2 separate regions of the Mus musculus genome follow, and region 2 is linked to region 1. The links are chromatin contacts, called in public HiChIP or PLAC-seq maps. All regions are on one chromosome and are shown on one strand. Each heading gives the region's core, a stretch centred on a gene start, on an enhancer-like site or on the middle of the called end of the contact. The rest is flanking DNA. Distances are from core to core; before and after follow the strand shown. Region 1 overlaps Clock (circadian locomotor output cycles kaput). Region 2 holds the start of Tmem165 (transmembrane protein 165).

Region 1 (2,700 bases), core at 198-2,697:
ACACTGATGAACGTTTCTCTAAGTGCTTGTCTGCCACTAGAGGTTGCTGTTGAGAGTTCTGTTTAGCTCTGCTCCACATGGGTTACCTGGTTTTTGTTGTTATTTTTATTCTTATTTTGTTATGTCGTTATTTTGTTTGGTTTTTTGACTTTTAAGAGTCTTTTGTGGAATGAAAGCTTTCAGTTTTTGTGGATCGTGTATTTGTATTTGAAGTCATGCTGAAGAATTACACCAAGTTGTAGGTCCCTATGGTTTTTCCCGTTTATAGATCGGTGGTCTGCATTTAAATACATGATCTATCTGGAGGCTGGAGAGATGGTTCAGAGGCTGGGAACACTCCCTGCTCTTCCAGAGGACTGGAATTTAATGCCCTGCACTTACTTTGAGTGGCTTAACAGCTCTGCATCCAGCTCCAGGGATGATTCTCCTGGCTACAGGTATATGGCTTTACCTCCCACCCTAGCCCCACCCCCACCCCCAATGTAGATGTATTTTGAGTTTCTTGTATAAAGGTTGAAGATCAGGTAAGGGGTCCCTTGATGAGGTTTCTTTTAATTGCCTATGATTTTATGCCACATTTTCTATAGTATTATTGTTGAAAGGTTATCCTTCTCCAGTAGGCTGCTTATTTGTTTTCAATACTGTTGTCTGCTTTTGTGTCAGGCTTAATCTGTTTGCTTACTATATCTTTTCCTCTGCCAATCCCAGACAGTCTTGATTTACTACAGTAACATAATCTTGAAATCAAGTTGGAGTGACTTCTGTCACTTATTCTTTTCTTCAAAATTGAATTTAGCTATCCTATGCCTTTCCATTTGGAATCCTGTGTATATCTAAAAATACATCTTAATTGGCATTTTGATTGGGTTGTATTAAATTTGCATACTACTCAGCTTTTTTTCTTTTACATAGTTTTATAAAAAAACTTTGAAAACATGGGGCTGGAAAGATGGCTCAGTGGTTACTAGCACTTGCTCAACTCTCACAGGACCCAGGCCAGGGTCTCAACATCCACATGGTGAATCTGTAACTTTAATCCCAGGGGATCTGGCACCGTCTTCTGGCAGCCATAGGCACTGCACACATATGGTACACATATTACATACATGCAAGCAAAATATCCATATAAAAATAAATTTGGAAAATAATAAACTTTTAATATAGAAGGCTTGTTCATATTTTACTAATTATAACTAATTATTTGTTTTTTGAGAGATTGTTAATAGTAGATTTTTTTATTCCTTTCTTTGTAGTCTTTTAAAAATTATTACTTGGGTGTGTATATAGTCACTGGAATAGTACTTAATAGACAGCACACAGGGATGCGGTGAAGGTGGAATTAATATGTAAAGTACTCAATACAGTGCTTTGAACAGAGTAAAGTCCTTGGTAACTACCAAATTAGCAGTTGAAAGGGTTGCGCTCCCCTCCCCCGTTTGTTCCCACGATGAACCCTGAGGCTAAGTTGTTCAGTTTATCCATTTGCCCCAAGGCAGCTCTTCATCCAGGGCAGTCCTCTAGTCTGCCAGTGTTGACTCTCCCTAAAATTTCTCTGGGGAGTTTGCTCAGAGTCTCCTTCCCAGTGCATAGCACTATAGTCAAGGGTGAGAGCCCGAAGAGTCAGACTTTTAGTCCTGCGTAACTGAGGGCAATTTGCTTCACATTCTCCTTTATTTCCTGATTTTTCCCTTTTGACTTTCTTTTCTTGCCTACCTCACCTACCCTCCCCCCCCCAAAAAAAAAAACCAGGTACACACGCACGCACACACGCACGCACACACACACTCTGAAAATTGCCCTGTACTTCTTTAATTTTACACGGCTATACAGATGCTCTGTTCTTGCTGATGCTTGGCTTTGGAATGTACTGTTCCTCTCTGGACAAAACCATAGTTTTGTCTCTAACACATTTCCTTTCTTTCCTAGGTTTTAGGGCATACCTATGTGTACATGTATGCCCATTCTGTAGGATACTTTGTATTGCTTCATTTGTATTGCTCTCTTGGTTTCTCTCTACACTGTGATGGGCCTTTAGCTTTTTAACCCTTTGAAGTTCCCCTACACTGAAAGCTAGATACTGATGAGATCGGCATTCCCAATTTCTGTCAGATTGGAGCACCCTACTATGTTCCGTCTTTTTAAATAGTAATAATGGAGTTGCTGTAATACTTGGGTCTGGTTTGCAACTGCTCGTGTTCATGTACTTACTTTTCATTTTGGGTAAAACCCAGAAGCTGACCTTGTCAGATTACGGGATACGTGCCTTTGGAAGCTTCCGCAGGCACTCTGGTCAGTCTTAACAACTGTATGGACTTCACTCGGTATCTTCAGTCTTCTCTCTGAGCTCAGAGGCATGCTTTTTTTTTTTTTTTTTTTTTCTTACTTGTAATATGGTGGGATTTTAGTGTCCTTGTGAACTTAGACCAAATGTTATAAACGTATTTGGGGCATAGTCTGCTACTTTTCTTTGTAGCCTTCCTTATTAAAAATCTTTAAAATTTTCATGTTTATATATAAGGAAGCAGAGAATGACCTATAAGATAAACCACAGCTCAAGCTATGCACATAGATGGGGTGACCCCCAAACAGCGAAGCAGAAGCTTTAAACATTGGAACTTGCATGGGGACCACCACCCCCAGAAGGCTAACTGAGGGTCTGTGATCCGAACCTAAAGTCATAGTCCCAGGGGGCCTTACGAG
Region 2 (2,700 bases), core at 138-2,637, 100 kb after region 1:
AAAATGAATATCTATCCTGCGGTCACCCTGATCTGTACTCAAGTCAGGACAGCCATTCTCTTGGAGGGCAGATAAAGACAGAAGTAGGAAAGGGAATGCCAAAATGGACCCTACTAAGAGACTAAAAAAACTCCAGAATGTAGGAGTCAAAATTGGAAATAGAGAGTCCAACTCAGAGGAAAGTAACATAGAAAGGAGAAATTCTACGAACATAGATTAAAAGGTTAATTTCTATCTATCTGGTAATGGTTAAAGAAACTTATGAGGCTCTAGTTTACCTATAAATGGAGTTTTGGAATCCCTCACTATAGAGCGCTCTACCTTTGGGCACAAGTCTCTGCATTCAAGGGCAACTTCCTTCATGCCAAAACACGTTTTTTTGTTTTTTTTTTTTTTTTAAGGGAGGGTGGCAACGCATAATCTCTAGACACTGTATCTGGCAAGAACCACAGGGTGTGCCGAGCTGAATTCGGGTGAGCATCTCTGGTTGGGTTGCTTCAACAATGGCTGATACTTCCAACAATGTGATGCTACTTCGAGAGAGACAAGTCTCCCAGCGGCTCTGTACTAAAAACTTTCTACTTGGGATGATGATTTCCAGTCTTTTCAGTATGGCCCATGTGATCAGCAGAAGGCAGAATCCAGAGCAAGCCTGTCGGTACCAGGGATCTAGAGGACCTCTGGGGAGCCCCGGTTGGGGCCCTCACTTTCCCTTCCCCCAAGCAGCCAGGCCAGGCCAGGCCGCGCCTAAGAAAGCCGTCTTGTCACCCTCCTCCCAGCGAGCGGAGCAGGGGCCGGCTCCCCTCCCCCAGCCTCTTCGGAAAGAGGGCGGCGCCGCCAGCGCGGGAGCCTGGTACCCGACTGCGGGCTCCGCGGCCTCAGCCCGCCCCATCCCCACCAGCCCGGGCTCTCACCTCGGCCCGGGCCGGCTCGAGGCCCTGCACCGCCGCGGGCTGCGGCTGCAGCTGCTGGGCGGGCGCCGGCGGCTCCTGGTTCCGATGGCTCAGGTCTTCCTCCGGGCCGGCGCGGACCCCGGCCGGGGCCCAGAGCAACTGAAGCAGCAAGAGCACGAGCAGCCTTCGCGTCGGCGCCCGGCCGCTCCCCCGGGCCGCGGCCGCCATCCCGCCCGCCCAGCCGGCACCGCGCTGCGGCAGGAAGAAGTGCAGGCGAAGGGAAGCGTCGAGCCCGGCGTGCCGGCAGGCGCCTCCGTCAGGCCTGGCTGCCGCTCAGGGGGCAGCCCTGCAGCACGCGGGACGCGGGGACCGGACCGGGACGGACCGGCGGCGGGAGCTCCGGAGCAGCTGGGCAGCAGAAGCCACACACTCCTCCAACTGCCTCCGCGGCCCAACTCCTCCGGCCCGCCCCCTGGCCAACACGACCTCCCATTGGCCCGACGTCAGCCCGGCGTCGTGACGTTTCCGGCAGGTTGAGGTGCGGCTCGCTCACTGGTCCTATTGGACCCGGCGCGCCGGGCCAGGTAGCTGGAGCTGCTTGATGGACTCTCCCTGCGTCCTCTCGGGTCCCACCAGAGACCCCCTTATTGGCCCTGGAGAGGTCAGGCTGCCAGGCTCCTACCAGTACTTCCTCAAGAGCCTTAGGTCTTTAAGGCCTAAGCCGCCGCCACCTCCACTTCTATTAAATGTCAAGTGAGTCCCAGCCCCGCTACCTACGTGGCAGGAACTGCCACACCTTTAAGTTACGATCCACCCACCCTCACCACGTCCCTGGACCGCCTACACAGAATGTTCTTTGGGGGTCCATATGCTGGGGTTTTTTGAAGGTTCTGAAGTAAGATTCGGAAGTAAAAGATGAGAACGTCCAAGCTTGATTTTAAAACATTGTTGAATAGCCGCAGACCAAAAGTCATCACTGCCCTGGCTCAGGATGCCTTATCCTGAAATAGGATATCCTGAAAAGGTTTGGAGTTGAGTGGTTAGGGTTTCTGTGGGATGGAGGCCTTGAGTAGGCAAAAGTAGAAGACAGGAAAGAATGGTTAGTTAGGCGTTAGACTAGGGCTGGATTTTTTTTTTTTTTTCTAAAGAAAAGCTGAGATACCGTACGCGCGCGCGCACACACACACACACACACACACACACACACCACAAATTGCTAACCATGTGCCAGGCACTAATCTAAATCCTACTCCTGTTTCACAAGCCATTCTTGCAACCTCTCCTTAGCCTACTCAGCATTGCTCCTTACAGAACCCTTCAAGCTATAGCTTATTTATGCTCCCAGTATTGTGAGATAACCAAGATGCTTCCTACACATAGTTTGGGGTGCAGTTGTTGTACCTCCAAGTTCATTCCTGGAGTGTAAATGTCCTGAGCCCTCAGAATACAACATGACAGGGATCAGAAGTCTAGACTCCTTCAGCCACCTCCTTTTTCTGCAAAGATTTGCCTTGCTCAAAAGGGCCTGCAGAGGAGATAGGAGTGTCAAGTGGAGAGAATAAAAGAAGCAGCCCAGTAGATGGAGGCAGAAGAGTTAGGTGTCACGGATCCTTGAGTTCTGCTAGGGACCAGGTTTATTATTTTTTTTCCTGGCGTTCTCTAGTCTATGATCATCTCAGAGAAAGGCCTCCTGGCTAAATTCTAGTTACCCCACATAAAGCAAAGAAAAAGCAAATGGCTCAAGGGCTACAGCTGCAGGAGACTGAGATGCTGATTGCAATGTTCCAGTGGCTCTGGAGCAAGACAG

The links. HiChIP or PLAC-seq counts read pairs in DNA pulled down with a chosen protein or histone mark.
Region 2: a contact with region 1 is called in an H3K27ac HiChIP or PLAC-seq map of embryonic stem cells, with 7 read pairs. The contact joins the promoter of Tmem165 here to the enhancer-like site in region 1. A contact is called at or near these places in 3 of 39 promoter capture datasets (the C10 cell line, the HPC-7 cell line and pre-B cells), 4 of 484 Hi-C or Micro-C datasets (CD8 T cells, nephron progenitors, regulatory T cells and 1 more), 1 of 115 datasets of contacts at active chromatin or transcription factors (embryonic stem cells) and 2 of 9 other capture datasets (adipose tissue and pancreatic islet).

Annotation. Positions count from the first base shown.
Region 1 is chr5:76,284,603-76,287,302 of GRCm38.p6, reverse strand. All of the region lies in intron 2 of Clock (circadian locomotor output cycles kaput), which reads left to right. Among named protein-coding and RNA genes, the nearest start is that of Clock, 19 kb to the left of the region's middle. Within about 2 kb of position 1,447, at least 8 of the 459 cell types and tissues checked have an H3K27ac peak or open chromatin away from gene starts, as enhancers often do. A contact at or near this core is called in embryonic stem cells, where this site is marked.
Region 2 is chr5:76,182,567-76,185,266 of GRCm38.p6, reverse strand. Tmem165 (transmembrane protein 165) reads right to left here and starts at 1,387. Exons shown (of 6, transcript NM_011626.2): 1 at 915-1,387. The coding sequence starts at 1,121.